Regions from separate parts of the Mus musculus genome. Here region 1 is linked to region 2. Evidence: chromatin contacts called from public Hi-C data. All regions are on one chromosome and are shown on one strand. Each heading gives the region's core, a stretch centred on a gene start, on an enhancer-like site or on the middle of the called end of the contact. The rest is flanking DNA. Distances are from core to core; before and after follow the strand shown. Region 1 overlaps Hivep3 (human immunodeficiency virus type I enhancer binding protein 3). Region 2 overlaps P3h1 (prolyl 3-hydroxylase 1).

Region 1 (6,401 bases), core at 1,332-3,831, 670 kb after region 2:
ATGACTGTCACCCTCTGTCCCCCCACTGTGTGCTGCTCCTACTTACATGACTGTCACCCTTTGCTCATGGATCCCACAATGCACTAGAATCTGGGAACCAGCAGATGTCCCTCCGCACATGCACCTGAAGGCCCAAAACAAGACAGCCTAGAAAGAGATGACCCCTTCCTTTCCCACAGTGCCATGGCTCCTCCTTGAAGGGGTCTCTCCTCTCTCAAGCCTTCTGTGGCTGACAAGATGACTTAATCAAACCTTCTTCTTGTGCCATCTCTGTCCTCATTGTAATCCCGGGGAGCGGCAGAAGAGGGAGGAACTGCTGTTGCGTTCTAGGCTACACAGGGGAGAACAGGCTCAGGTGAAGAATCCCAAACTTGTCTAAGGTTAAATGCCACTGTCTCTTTCCTTTACACCCCTGGCATCAGACTAGGGGTGTTTAAAAGCATCGGGCCAATCAGATCCCAAATGGGCATATTACATAGTTTAGATCCCATGTACTCTAATGCTATGAGCACCAGAGGGCTGGGAGGGAGACTGGCCTCATGGTTGATGTATGCCCTTGCTTGATAGGATAGTTGGCCTCCTTTTCTTCTGGAAACTTCTTACAAAATTAGTTCTTCCACTTGCATTTTATGCTGTCACCACTTTCTAACAAATGTGTGTATGTGTATGTATGTTTGGGGTTATGTGTGTGTGTGTGTGTGTGTGTGTGTGTGCATGTGTGCTTGGGGTTATATGTGTGGTGTGTCTATGTGTGCACATGTGTGTGCATATGTATATATTTATGTGTGTGGTGTGTATGTAAGGGGGTTGTATGTGTGCACTTGTATGTATGGTATGTGGTGCATGTGTGTATGTTTGTGTGTGTAAGGATGGGAAGTAAGTTAGGGACTGAGGTGTACAGTTCAGTGGTAGAGTACTTGCCTAGCATGATCAAGGCTCTGAGTTCTATCTCTAGCACTGGAAGAAAGAAAAGAACATAAGGATTCGATTGGCTATGTTCTGCAAAGCATTTGCTCTGACTGGCCTATCAGAGGATGCCACCGTTGAATGCATCTGCATTTTTCTAAAGAACTGAGTTTTATGAATTGAGCCATTTAAAATGCCATAAATAGTGTAGAAGAAGCTGCCTTCCACAGTGAATTATTTGATGACCTAAAGGAATCAATTTCCTTCTCTCTCCCTTTCCCGTTTTTTTTACGTGGGAGCTGTGTTTCACAGACTGAAAGACCATAACAATGAGTCCAGGATGAGTTTTGGACACTGGGGGGGGGGTCTGTTCTGCCTCCATCCTACATGTTGCTGTGTTCTGGCTCTGCTCCATCATGTCTTTCTTGTTCTGAGGCCATCTTGATGGCTATCCAAGCAGATGGGGGTGAAGTGAGGTGGCCAGTATGGAGGGTGGCAGAGATGAGCCATTAGTCCTCACCTAGAGCCTTCTCCATGATTGAGGAGATGGCAAGAAAACAGATAAGGTTCAGAACTGTGTGCTTCCCCAGGAAGGTGCAGACAGAGCCTCGAGGACCTCCGGGAGGGAAGCCTTCCCATGCAGAGTGGCTGGGGAGAAGTCAGGTGTGTACAGTCTAAGTGGGAGTGGCTTGCTTGGTCATGCTTTTCTTACCTTATTCCTGATAGAGATGTGAGAAGGTGCATTCTATATGAAAGGAAAAGGAAGTTGACATGGAAATCAAGGAAAATACAATAGAATCATGGGGCAGGGCAGGGCGAGACATAAGCCTGCTAGAGATGATAAGTCAATTTGGGTTAAGCAATGACAGCAAGAGGGAGAGGCTGGTCACTTGCCGGTCATCTCATCCATGGGGTCTAAGTGTACTAGATGCAGAGACTGAGAGGCTGCGGAGAGCTGACACACAGCAGGGGATGCTGAGGCACCGTGCTGAAGGGTATCGCTGAGGTAATCATGGCCTTCCAGGAAGAATGCTTCTAAGGGAATGCTGCCAAAGAAGAGTGTTCTTGGCCAAGGAAACAGCATGGGCCGGGCTCCATGTCTTTGTCAAGGTCCAGTGGAGGGCATGCCTGCTGTCTCTTGTCAGCGTGGTCCTTAGATGGCATGACCCAGTGGGTCTCTGGGGACTTGTGAAAACAGTTTGAGGGTAGATGACTTTGCACAGGTAAGGGGCCACAGGGAGACATAATGCTGGATATGAGAGACTCACTCTATTTACATGCCAGGGACAAGACAGGGGTCAGGGCTTCTGTGGCCCTTGTGGTTGGAACTGTCAGTAGCTGGACCAGTGCCTGAGGAGGTGGAACCCGGGCAGGTCAAGAAGCCTGATTGGGTAGCCTACCTCCTGGTCTCAGCCCACATACTCCGCAAAGTCACCTCTATAAGGGCACTCCCAGGCATTTTTCTCACGAAATTGAAAACAACAACACATGCTCTGCGACCCATCAGGAAGCAAGTGGAGAAACCTGAGCTGCCCCACGCTCCAGCCTCCTATTTTGGGGGCTTTGTCTGTTCTATTTTTGAGGTTGGTGAACTGGTTTCCTGTTTGTTATAAAACGGGTGTTGTCACCGTCTGGGTCTGCCCTAGCTCTGGCCTGGCCCAAAAGGAGGTGGACTCAACATCTCTGCCTGGGGTCAGTTCTGTTCTGCGCTAAGACCAGAGGGGAGCCAGGATCCACACAGTCTGGGCACCCGCTGGCTGGCACACGAGGTGGGCAGCGAGCATGGTGCGGGCTGTTGTACTCCTTCTCGTGGTGCCCTCGATCCCTTGCCATTCCTGAGAGACTAGCTGCACATCATAAAGAGGGATATTTCATAATGGAAGGCCAGGCAAAGCACGAGGCTGGGCCTTAGAGGAGATCCATCGGTGTCTGGAAGGATGTCAGAGAGGAAAGTCAGAAACCTCCCGCTAATTGGCACTTTCTAAATGACTGTCAATTTTTACAATTTTACAACCCACTTTTTCTTAAATTATCATTGATCATTCTCACTGATAAGGAGCCTGAGGCTCAAGGACCATGGATTCAGTGTAGAGCCCTGGACCACAGCCTCCTTCTCCCTCCCTGCCCCCACCTCATTTTGAGTGAAGTTGCAGTGGACAGAAGAGCTTGGGAGGCGGCAGGGGTGGAAAGGGAACGAACTTGTGGTCTCTAGCTACTGCTTTCCCAAGCTGCTTGGGTACTTCCTAAATGACCAGGGAAGTGGTGGCCCTGTGTCAGAGGACAGAGTGACTCACAGGGAGGTGACCCAGCTCTCCAGCCAGGAGCAGGGAGGGCTTAAGTTCATAGACACTTTCTCCCAGAGCAGCCAGAGGGTCAGGTCCCAAAGGGGTGTCTAGGTCATGATGTCTCTTCTGCATTTCCCAACTCCTTACCTGCCCCCCCCCCAGCCTCTCACCCCTGTTCTACCCTCTGACATACCCACACCAGAGTCTCTAAACTCTTTTCTTTGTCTTTTGAGATTAAAACAAAAAAGAAACCTTCTAGAAGTATTGGTGTCCTTGTGGGCTGGCTCTCTCATGTCCTTGGTAGCTTAGGGTGGTTTCAGCCTGCATCTGGGCTCCAAGCACATTATAGTATGGATAGCTGAGATGTTTCATTGCATATTCCTCAATGGCTGATGCTCACACTATACAAGCTTCTTGCTAGAGTTTCTGCAGCCACTCTCTAGAGCAGTGGTTCTCAACCTTCCTAATGCTGGGACCTCTTCATACGTTCCTCATGTCCTGGTGACTAGTGGCCATAACATTATTTTGTTGCTATTTCATAAGTATAGTTTTGCTACTTTTATGAGCTGTAACGTGAACGTTGGCTATGTGGGATAGCCGATAAGTGGCTGGAAAGGTTCATGACCCACAGGTTGAGATCCACTACTCTAGCAGCATTCTTAAGACTCAGTAGCTCTAGTTCTCTGTGTAGTGCCATGATGGGGCTGGACAGGACAGATCAGGAAGAACGACATCACTCTGGAGACTGTGGAAGAAGGACAGAGGAAACCTCAGAGAGGAGGGGAGTGATGATTCCCAAGGAATTACCTGTGGCAGGGGAGGGGACTTTTGCTCCTTGCTATTGTGCCTTTATGTGAGGTGTGTACATGTGTACGTGTGTGTGTGTGTGTCTGTGGTGTACACGTGTGGTGTGTGTATGTGATAGGTGTGTGTGGTATGTAATGTGGTATGTGTGTAGTGTGTGTGTGTGTGTGTGTGTGTGTGTGTGTGTGTGTGTGGGTGGTGTGCATATGTATGTGTGTAGTGTATATGTATATGAGGTGTGTGTGTGTGTGTAGCATGTGTAGCGTGTGTGTGTGTGGTATACATGTAGTGTGCATATGTGTGGTGTGTATGTGTGTGGTGTGTGTATGTGTGTGTGGTGTGCATATGTATGTGTGTAGTATATATGTATATGATATGTTTGTGTGTGTGTGGTGGGTGGTGTGTGCGTGGTATATGTATGTGTGCGTACAGTGTGTGATGTGTGTTTGTATTCATATACTTTTGGGCTCACATGTGTGCAGGCCTAAGTATAGTTTTGTTGACGGAGAGTTTAGTGCCTTCTTCAATCACTTCCTACATTATTTGCTAATGCTCATCTAGGACTCATTGATTAGACAAGTCTAGCTACTCAGCTTGCCCCAGTGATCATCTCTCTCCACGTTCTGAACTCTAACTCTGGGATCACAGGCTGCTGCCCGGCTGCCACCTCTGCCCAGCTTTTTACATTAGCGTTAGGGATTTGAACCCTGGCCTCCACACTTGCACAGTAAGCCCTCTATCCATGCCACCATCTTCCCAGCCCATATTATGCCTTCTTCATCCTCCTACCCTGCACTAAGTCCTCTCTTCACCTCCTCCTCCTGAAGTCCCTGCCTCCTTAGGGGCTCAGGATAGGCTCCCTGCACCTTCAGACTTTAGTCTCCCCTCTGACCCCAGGAAAATCTAAATGGCACTGCCTCTTTCCCAACCCTCTTTCATTGTGCTCTAAGTTCTTTGGGGCCATCATTTAACTCCACCTGGTAATTATGAGAGTGCAGATTGCATTAATCATAGTCTCTTTTGCCCAGTCACGGTTCAGGGCTGGATAATGGAGGAGAAAGGGAGGGGAAAGGATCAGAAGCAAAGGAGCTAATCTCTTCCTTGTTTCAGGGAAGGGACTGCCCAGGACTTCACGGAGAAGGCAGAAAGGGCCCAGCCCAGCCTAGCCCAGCCCAGCCCAGCCCAGCCTCTCACCTCCAGCAGCCAGTGCCAGCTCTGTTTTGCAAACAGCTGCTGTGGAGCTCAGTGGCAGGCAGGGGCCACAGCAAGGCTTCTGTGCTTCGGCTTCTGACCCACCACGTTCAGAGTGTGTCCTTAGCCATGCTGTCATGCTTGTTACCTCTGTGTGGTAGCCTCCTCGGTCCTTGTATCCACAACACCCAGGGAGCTCTGCAGACTTAGTGAAGTAGGTGCTGCCTTGCTTCTGTAGGTTCCCTACAGAACCAGAGAGGAACATCAAACTTTATTTACCTAAACATAAATTAGAAATGCCGGGCCGGAGAGATGGCTTAGCGGTTAAGAGCACTGACCTCTCAATAGCTCCCTGCTAGGCTTTGTGTTCTATTTCCCTTCATTCGTTTGTGTCGCATGAAGATGGTCCCAAACTCAGTAGGCTGAAGCTGTGACATTTATGGCTCCCAGATCTGGCTGATAGCTCTGCTGGTCTAGGATAGACTCACCCCGCAGCTGCATTCAGCTGGACTGGACAAAGAAGAAAGTCCCACCCACATGCGTCCGGTCTGGGTGCTGGCTCCAAGCTGAAGCACCTGGTGACCCCCACATGGATTCTTACCCACCAGCCATCATACCAGATTTCCCCACAATGTGCTGGGCTCAGGATTCCCAGGACAGTGAAGCTTCTAGGACTCTTACAGCATGGCCATACCTGGTATAGCACTCTCTGAGAGAAAACAAAACTCAAGACCACTCGGGCTCCAGGGGAGAGAAGCAGGCCCATGTGTGGAGTAAAGGAGTCCTTAGTCCTGTTGACCAGCACCTGGGACAGCTCAGCCCTTCATCCCAACCTTTCTTTGCTTTGAGAGAGCAAATGAACCTCCTGGAAGCCTCTGCACATGGCTACTGTGGACACATTATGAACGCAGTGGATCAGCAGTGCAGGCACCAATGCCTGGGTCCCTGGCTGTCCCTGAGCTAGGGAGAAGCTGTTTGCAGAGCACAACTGCCAGAAGGAATGAGGACATATGCCCTCCAGACTGATGCAGGCAGCCCCTGGACAGGGTTGTGTGGCCCTCCTCAGGTACCACTCAGTTCAAGCTGGAGGTTTCTGTCGATTCTTCCTAGCATGAATCTTGTGAGAATTGGCCCACCGGACCTGGCTGTTTTCAGCATAGCATCTCTTAAATTGTTTTTTTTTTTCTTTTTTTTTCTTTTTTTTTTAAAGATTTA
Region 2 (6,013 bases), core at 2,177-4,676:
TTTTATAAAGAACTTATGTTCTTGATAATTTTAATAGTTTATGAATCAGAACATTGGAGAGCCAAGGGATATACTCATTGGTAGGACACATGCTTAGCATGCACACGGCTCTGGGTTCGTATTCAGCAACAACAAAAAAACCGTGTATGTGTCCATACATAACATTCATATATATACATACAAATATGAGGACACTATCAGAACGACAGCACTCATACACAGTACACACGCTAAGCGCGCTACCAATACCAGAGGACTTTTAAAGTAAACTTGTGTTGGCTGTGCATGGTGGCATAAACCTGTAATTCTAGTTTCAGGGAGTCAGAGCAAAGCACATCAGGAGTTCAAGGTCATCCCCAGATAGTTAGGAGTTTGATACCCTCCTGAACCGCTGGAGCTGTGAGACATTGCTTCAAGGGAGATAGGGGTGGGTTGTGATTCATTTTTAGTTTATGTATATTTGTGGTGTGGTGTGGGGGGGCAGGTGGGGAATTTATGTGAGTGCCCAGGGAGGCCAGAAGAGGAAATCAGAACCCCTGGAGCTGTAGTCACAGGCCTTTGTGAGCCACCCTGTGTGAAAGCTGGAACTAAACTCAAGTCTCCTGGAAGTACAAGTTGCTAATTATTTGAGCCATCTTTCTGAAGCCCACATCATCTGAAAGATAAGCCCTATAGAAACCTATAAACATTATAGCGAGCGAGCTCTTCTTCCTACATTAAGAGTTAAGCCTTGTGAAATCCAAGGGTACTTGGAAGCCCGTTTACTATCGGCCTTCATTATGTAGGAGCACCCAGGATCCCCTGTCCATCTGTAACTTAGGAATCACCACTTAGGGATCATCACTCCATGATAGTGGCTTAGGGCAAGGTGAGGGGCTCCTCTGGAGCCTGTTTTGAGTACGCCTTCCCTCCAGTAGCATGAGTTTCGGCTGGGGGTACGACTCTACTCAGAGGAGAAGCCACAGGAAGCTGTGCCCCACCTGGAGGCGGCACTGCAAGAGTACTTTGTGGCCGATGAGGAATGCCGTGCCCTCTGCGAAGGGCCCTATGACTACGACGGCTACAACTACCTAGACTACAGCGCTGACCTCTTCCAGGCCATCACAGGTGGGTGCCATTCAGGGTGTGGCCTGACCAAGCCTCAGAGGACTTTAAGGTCAAAGTCCTGACAATGCACACAAATACCTTGCAACCTCATCCCCCAATTTTTCTTAAACATTTGTTTATTTTATGTATATGAATACACTGAAGCCATCTTCGGACACACCAGAAGAGGGCATTGGATCCCATTACAAATGGTTGTGAGCCACCATGTGGTTGCTGGGAATTGAACTCAGGACTTCTGGAAGAGCAGTCAGTGCTCTTAACCACTGAGCCATCTCTCCAGCTCTTCAAATTTTTTAAGTCTAGAACTCTAACTAAAAATTACCTTTTCAGGGGCTGGGGAGATGGTTCAGTGGGTAAGGTGCTTGCTGCACAAGCAAAAGGACCTGGGTTCAAATCCTGACACCCAGGGTCCTGGCCATAAAAGCTGAGCATGGTGGCACTCACCTGTAATCCCCTTGCTAGAGCTTGTCTCATCATATGGGTGAGCTTGAGGTTACAGAGCCTATCTCAGAAACATAATGAAGAGTGATGGAAAAAGATGCTGACATCATCTGGCTCCTATACTCCTATACACACGTGTTCACACATGCCACATACTTGCACACACATACACAAATGCATGCACATATCCTCCACACAGAGATCACTTTCCACTTCAACTTTCCTATGTTAGCCAGAATTTGAATCCCAAATATGACTGTATTAGCCAGGCAGTGGTGGCACACACCTTTAATCCCAGCACTCAGGAGGCAGAGGCAGGCGGAACTATGAGTTTGAGGCCAGCCTGGTCTACAGAGTGAGTTCCAGGACAGCCAAGCTACACAGAGAAACCCTGTCTCAGAAAACAAAACCAAACAAACAAAAGACCTCGCTGTTCCTCATCTCTGATTCCTTTCAGATCATTACGTCCAGGTCCTCAACTGTAAGCAGAACTGTGTCACGGAGCTGGCTTCCCACCCAAGTAGGGAAAAGCCCTTTGAAGACTTCCTCCCTTCACACTATAATTACCTACAGTTTGCCTACTACAACAGTAAGACCTGCTTTCTCTCTTCTCTCCGATGCCTCAACTAAAGTGTAGCCAGCCAGGCAGGGTTGTGACCACTCCACTTCTTCAGCATGTCTAGCAGCTATGTCTGTGGGAGGCAACATGCCCAATGATTCCTGGGTGTTTTGTCACAAGCCTGTGGCCCAGGTAGCCAATTTCTACTGCCCAGAAGGGAGGAACAGGGGAGTCTAGGACCTCTTTCTTTTGTCCCTTTTTGTTCATTTATAATCTAAATTTGCATGTGAATAAGAATGAATAGCACAGTTAGGATGTACTACTGTTGACACTAGCTCACAGGGCAGGCCCAGTCTTCCTCCAGGGGTAAAGGGACGAAAAATATCCAGAAAAACAAACCCTCAGCAAATCAGCAGTTGTTTACTGGGTACCTACTGGGTCCCAGCCAGAATAGCACATCCAAGAGTACATGGTGTGTGTCCGCGTCGAGTTAAAGAGGTCCTTCTGTCTAGGAGGCTCCCAGCTATTCTAATCTTCCTCTTCTAGAAAGTTGTGTGGAAAATACTACTTTGTCCTGTCATTGTGGCCTCAAGGCTTCTCTGAAACCAGATGCTAAGTGGCTGCTGGTGTCTGGGATTATACCCTTCCCTCACGGCCGTTTGCTTTTCTTCCTTTGCAGTTGGGAACTATACACAAGCTATTGAATGTGCCAAGACCTACCTCCTCTTCTTTCCCAATGATGAGGTGATGCACCAGAATCTGGCTTATTACACAGCCATGCTTGGAGAAGAAGAGGCCAGCTCCATCAGCCCCAGGGAGGTGAGAGACTGGCTTCTGGCTGAACCCAATCAGAAGGAAGATGAGTGCTCATGGGGTGGGGTGGGGTGGGGCCGGTCTTGGACTCAGCTTGTCACTCAGGGTGGGAAGGAGTACCAGGAGTTTGTAGAACATGGCAGAGCCAAATCCTCTAGAGTTCGATGTACATTCTTTGGATTGGCACACAGATTTCTCTGCCCTGATTGACACCCAAGCTAGACGCTGGATGCCATTTGCCCAAAGGCAGTGTTCTTTCCTTCATAATGGGTCTGTTTTGCTCACACGGCTTTCTGTTTCTGTTTTAGTCCCAGAGTGCATTTCTCCTTGTCATTGTCTGCTTTCTTCAATTACTCAGCATTATCCACATCTCTAGAATGAGGAGAAAACTTAGGTACAGACTTCAACTCTGAGGGCCAAGCCACAGTTCCTCCCACACAGCTCTGGAATTGAGTCTCTAAAGAAAATAATCCCACTGTCAGCCCCTCCCAGCTGAGACTGGCGTTCTTGTAGTTATCCTTCTTGTCCACTAGATGGCGGCCATCTAGCTTTAAGAAGGCCCTTCCAGTCTTTGTCTTGCTGGGTTGATACTTTTTCCCTTCCCTGGGATCCTATTAAGAGTCTCTCAGAAGGGAAGGAATGTACTCGTGTGAGCACATTTACCTAGAACTCTCCCCCAGGAAGAACTCTCCCCCAGGCGAGAGTAGCTAATACTGGTTTGCGCCCCCGGCCAGACCGCTCACCCCGCTGGATAGCACGTGTGGCTTGGTTTCTGGCATTTGGAGCAGGAAGCCGATCAGTTAAACTCCTTCCTCATGGGTGACTGTGGTAGCCGACGGGGTGGACTCCTTTAATGTGTTCCTCCTTGAACTGCCTCCACTTTAGCACTGTCTTTTTCTCTCTTCCTTCTGCTGCTTGGATCCTAGTAGGGGACCCAGGGAAAAGATGTGACCCTGGAAGGGACTCAGTTTCCCAGCTCTGGGTAAGCCCCACCCCTGAATACACATGCAATGCCAGAGTGCCAAGCTTAGCTATTCTATAGCTGCCCGCCTTCAGGGACGGATCGAGCCCAGCCATTCTGAGGGGTGGCAGGTGGCCAAATAGAAAGAACATGGGCTTGGGGACCCCAAAACCCAGATAGGATCGCTCTCAATCCTACTGCTCCTAAGGGTCTTTAAGATGAAGTTCAGTCTCCGCCCATGAGCTTCCACTCAGGGAACAGAGGCAGAAGAATCACAAGTTCAAGGTTATGCAGTGAGACCTGGTCTCAAAATTAAAATGGCAGATGGCTCAGTGGGTAAAGGCATTTGCTGCTGAGCCTGGTGACCTGAGTTTGAGCTCTGGCCCCTCACAGTACAAGGAGGAAACTGACAAATTGTCCTCTGACCTCCTCACCTATGTCACAGTGCCGCCCCCCCCCCCACACACACACACGCACGCACGCATACACACAAACACACAGAGAATAAATAGAATAAAAAAATCTAATTTTAAAAAAGGTATTTGCCGGGCTGGAGAGATGGCTCAGTGGTTAAGAGCACTGACTGCTCTACCAGAGGTCCTGAGTTCAAATCCCAGCAACCACATGGTGGCTCACAACCACCCATAATGAGATCTGATGCCCTCTTCTGGTGTGTCTGAAGATAGCTATAGTATACTCATATACATAAAATCAATAAATAAATCTTAAAAGAATGGTTGACAAAAGATCTTCTAAAAAAAAAAAAGGTATTTGCCACATAAGCTTGTAACCTGAGTTCAACCTACAGAACCCACAAAAGGATGGATGTAAATAACAGACTCCACAAAGTCGTCCCCTGCCCTCCACACATGCACAGTGGAGGCCACACGCTCCACAACACACCAAGTAAATAAATAAAATATAACAAGAAGAAAAGAGGGCTCAAGACACAATTCACAGCCTGGTCTACAGAGTGAGTTCCAGGATAGCCAGGACTGCAGAGAGAAACTCTGTCTCAAAAAAAAAAAAAAAAAGACACAATTCAGTTGGTAGAGAGCCTTGCCTGGTATGCCTAAAGCCCTGGGTTCAATGTCAAGGACTTCAAAGGCAGAAATGAAGTCTTTCCATTTTCAGGATCATCAGTTCTTCCATTTCAGAGATCACTGGGGCCTCCTCTCCTTCAGTGTGGCTGAATTACGCTGCCCTCGGGAGTCCTCTTGAGCATAGAGGGGAGACCTTTGGCCAAACTGGGCAACACATCACCTGTGACTGGGAGAAGGCACCTCAGTCCCGTAGAGCAATGCACAATGCCAGGGAGGGCCACCCTAGGGCTGAAGGGTAAGGGCTAAGTTCTAGGAGACTCTTTGTTTCCTCAGAATGCCGAGGAATACCGACGTCGAAGCCTGTTGGAGAAAGAACTGCTTTTCTTCGCTTATGACATTTTTGGAATTCCCTTTGTGGATCCGGTGAGCCAGAGCAGGAGCTGCAGGGAGGGGGAGAGGGGGACACTGGGCACTGAGGGAGTACACGCTGCAGAACTCTGGGGGAGCCGCTGTCCAAGGCCGAGCCAAGCATGGGTGCGTGGGCCCTGAGGACGGGAGACAAAGTGGACAGTGAAAGGCGGTCCTGAGCCATTAAAAGTAATGGTCCCAAGAGCCCACCTCATCTCAGGCAGTGAGGCAGGTCACACACAGATAACCTGAAAGATCAACTCTCTTGCTTGTTTCCTGACCTGCCTTAGGACTCATGGACTCCAGAAGAGGTGATTCCCAAGAGACTGCAGGAGAAACAGAAGTGAGAAATCCCATGGTTGGGTCGGGCTCACGAAGCACTTCAGGCTTCCTGCACCCAGGCAGATGGGAGCCCAGCCAGGGGTTGGGAGTAGGGACACTGGGGTAGGAACCAGGGCTGACCCCAGCAGTCAGTGCTGTCATGCTCACAGGTCGGAACGCGAAACCGCAGTCCGCATCTCCCAGGAGATTGGCAACCTTATGAAGGAGATCGAGACCCTCGTGGAGGAGAAGACCAAGGAGTCCTTGGATGTGAGCCGACTGACGCGGGAAGGTGAGGCAGCAGTGGGTGGCATGCCTGCCCACGTTCACCAGGTGGCAGCACCCACAAGGCATTGCTCA

What was found. A called contact is a pair of places that touch in the nucleus more often than the background predicts.
Region 1: a contact with region 2 is called in a Hi-C map of pro-B cells, with 7 times the contacts expected there. The contact joins two enhancer-like sites. A contact is called at or near these places in 1 of 39 promoter capture datasets (pre-B cells), 2 of 15 datasets of contacts at CTCF or cohesin (large pre-B cells and pro-B cells), 3 of 484 Hi-C or Micro-C datasets (B cells, the N1E-115 cell line and pro-B cells) and 2 of 9 other capture datasets (embryonic stem cells and liver).

Annotation. Positions count from the first base shown.
Region 1 is chr4:119,909,265-119,915,665 of GRCm38.p6, forward strand. All of the region lies in intron 1 of Hivep3 (human immunodeficiency virus type I enhancer binding protein 3), which reads left to right. Among named protein-coding and RNA genes, the nearest start is that of Hivep3, 98 kb to the left of the region's middle. Within about 2 kb of position 2,582, at least 25 of the 459 cell types and tissues checked have an H3K27ac peak or open chromatin away from gene starts, as enhancers often do. A contact at or near this core is called in pro-B cells, where this site is marked.
Region 2 is chr4:119,235,860-119,241,872 of GRCm38.p6, forward strand. P3h1 (prolyl 3-hydroxylase 1) reads left to right here. Exons shown (of 15, transcript NM_019783.2): 3 at 918-1,107; 4 at 2,006-2,137; 5 at 2,787-2,926; 6 at 5,258-5,347; 7 at 5,623-5,675; 8 at 5,824-5,945. Among named protein-coding and RNA genes, the nearest start is that of P3h1, 6.0 kb to the left of the region's middle. Within about 2 kb of position 3,427, at least 102 of the 459 cell types and tissues checked have an H3K27ac peak or open chromatin away from gene starts, as enhancers often do. A contact at or near this core is called in pro-B cells, where this site is marked.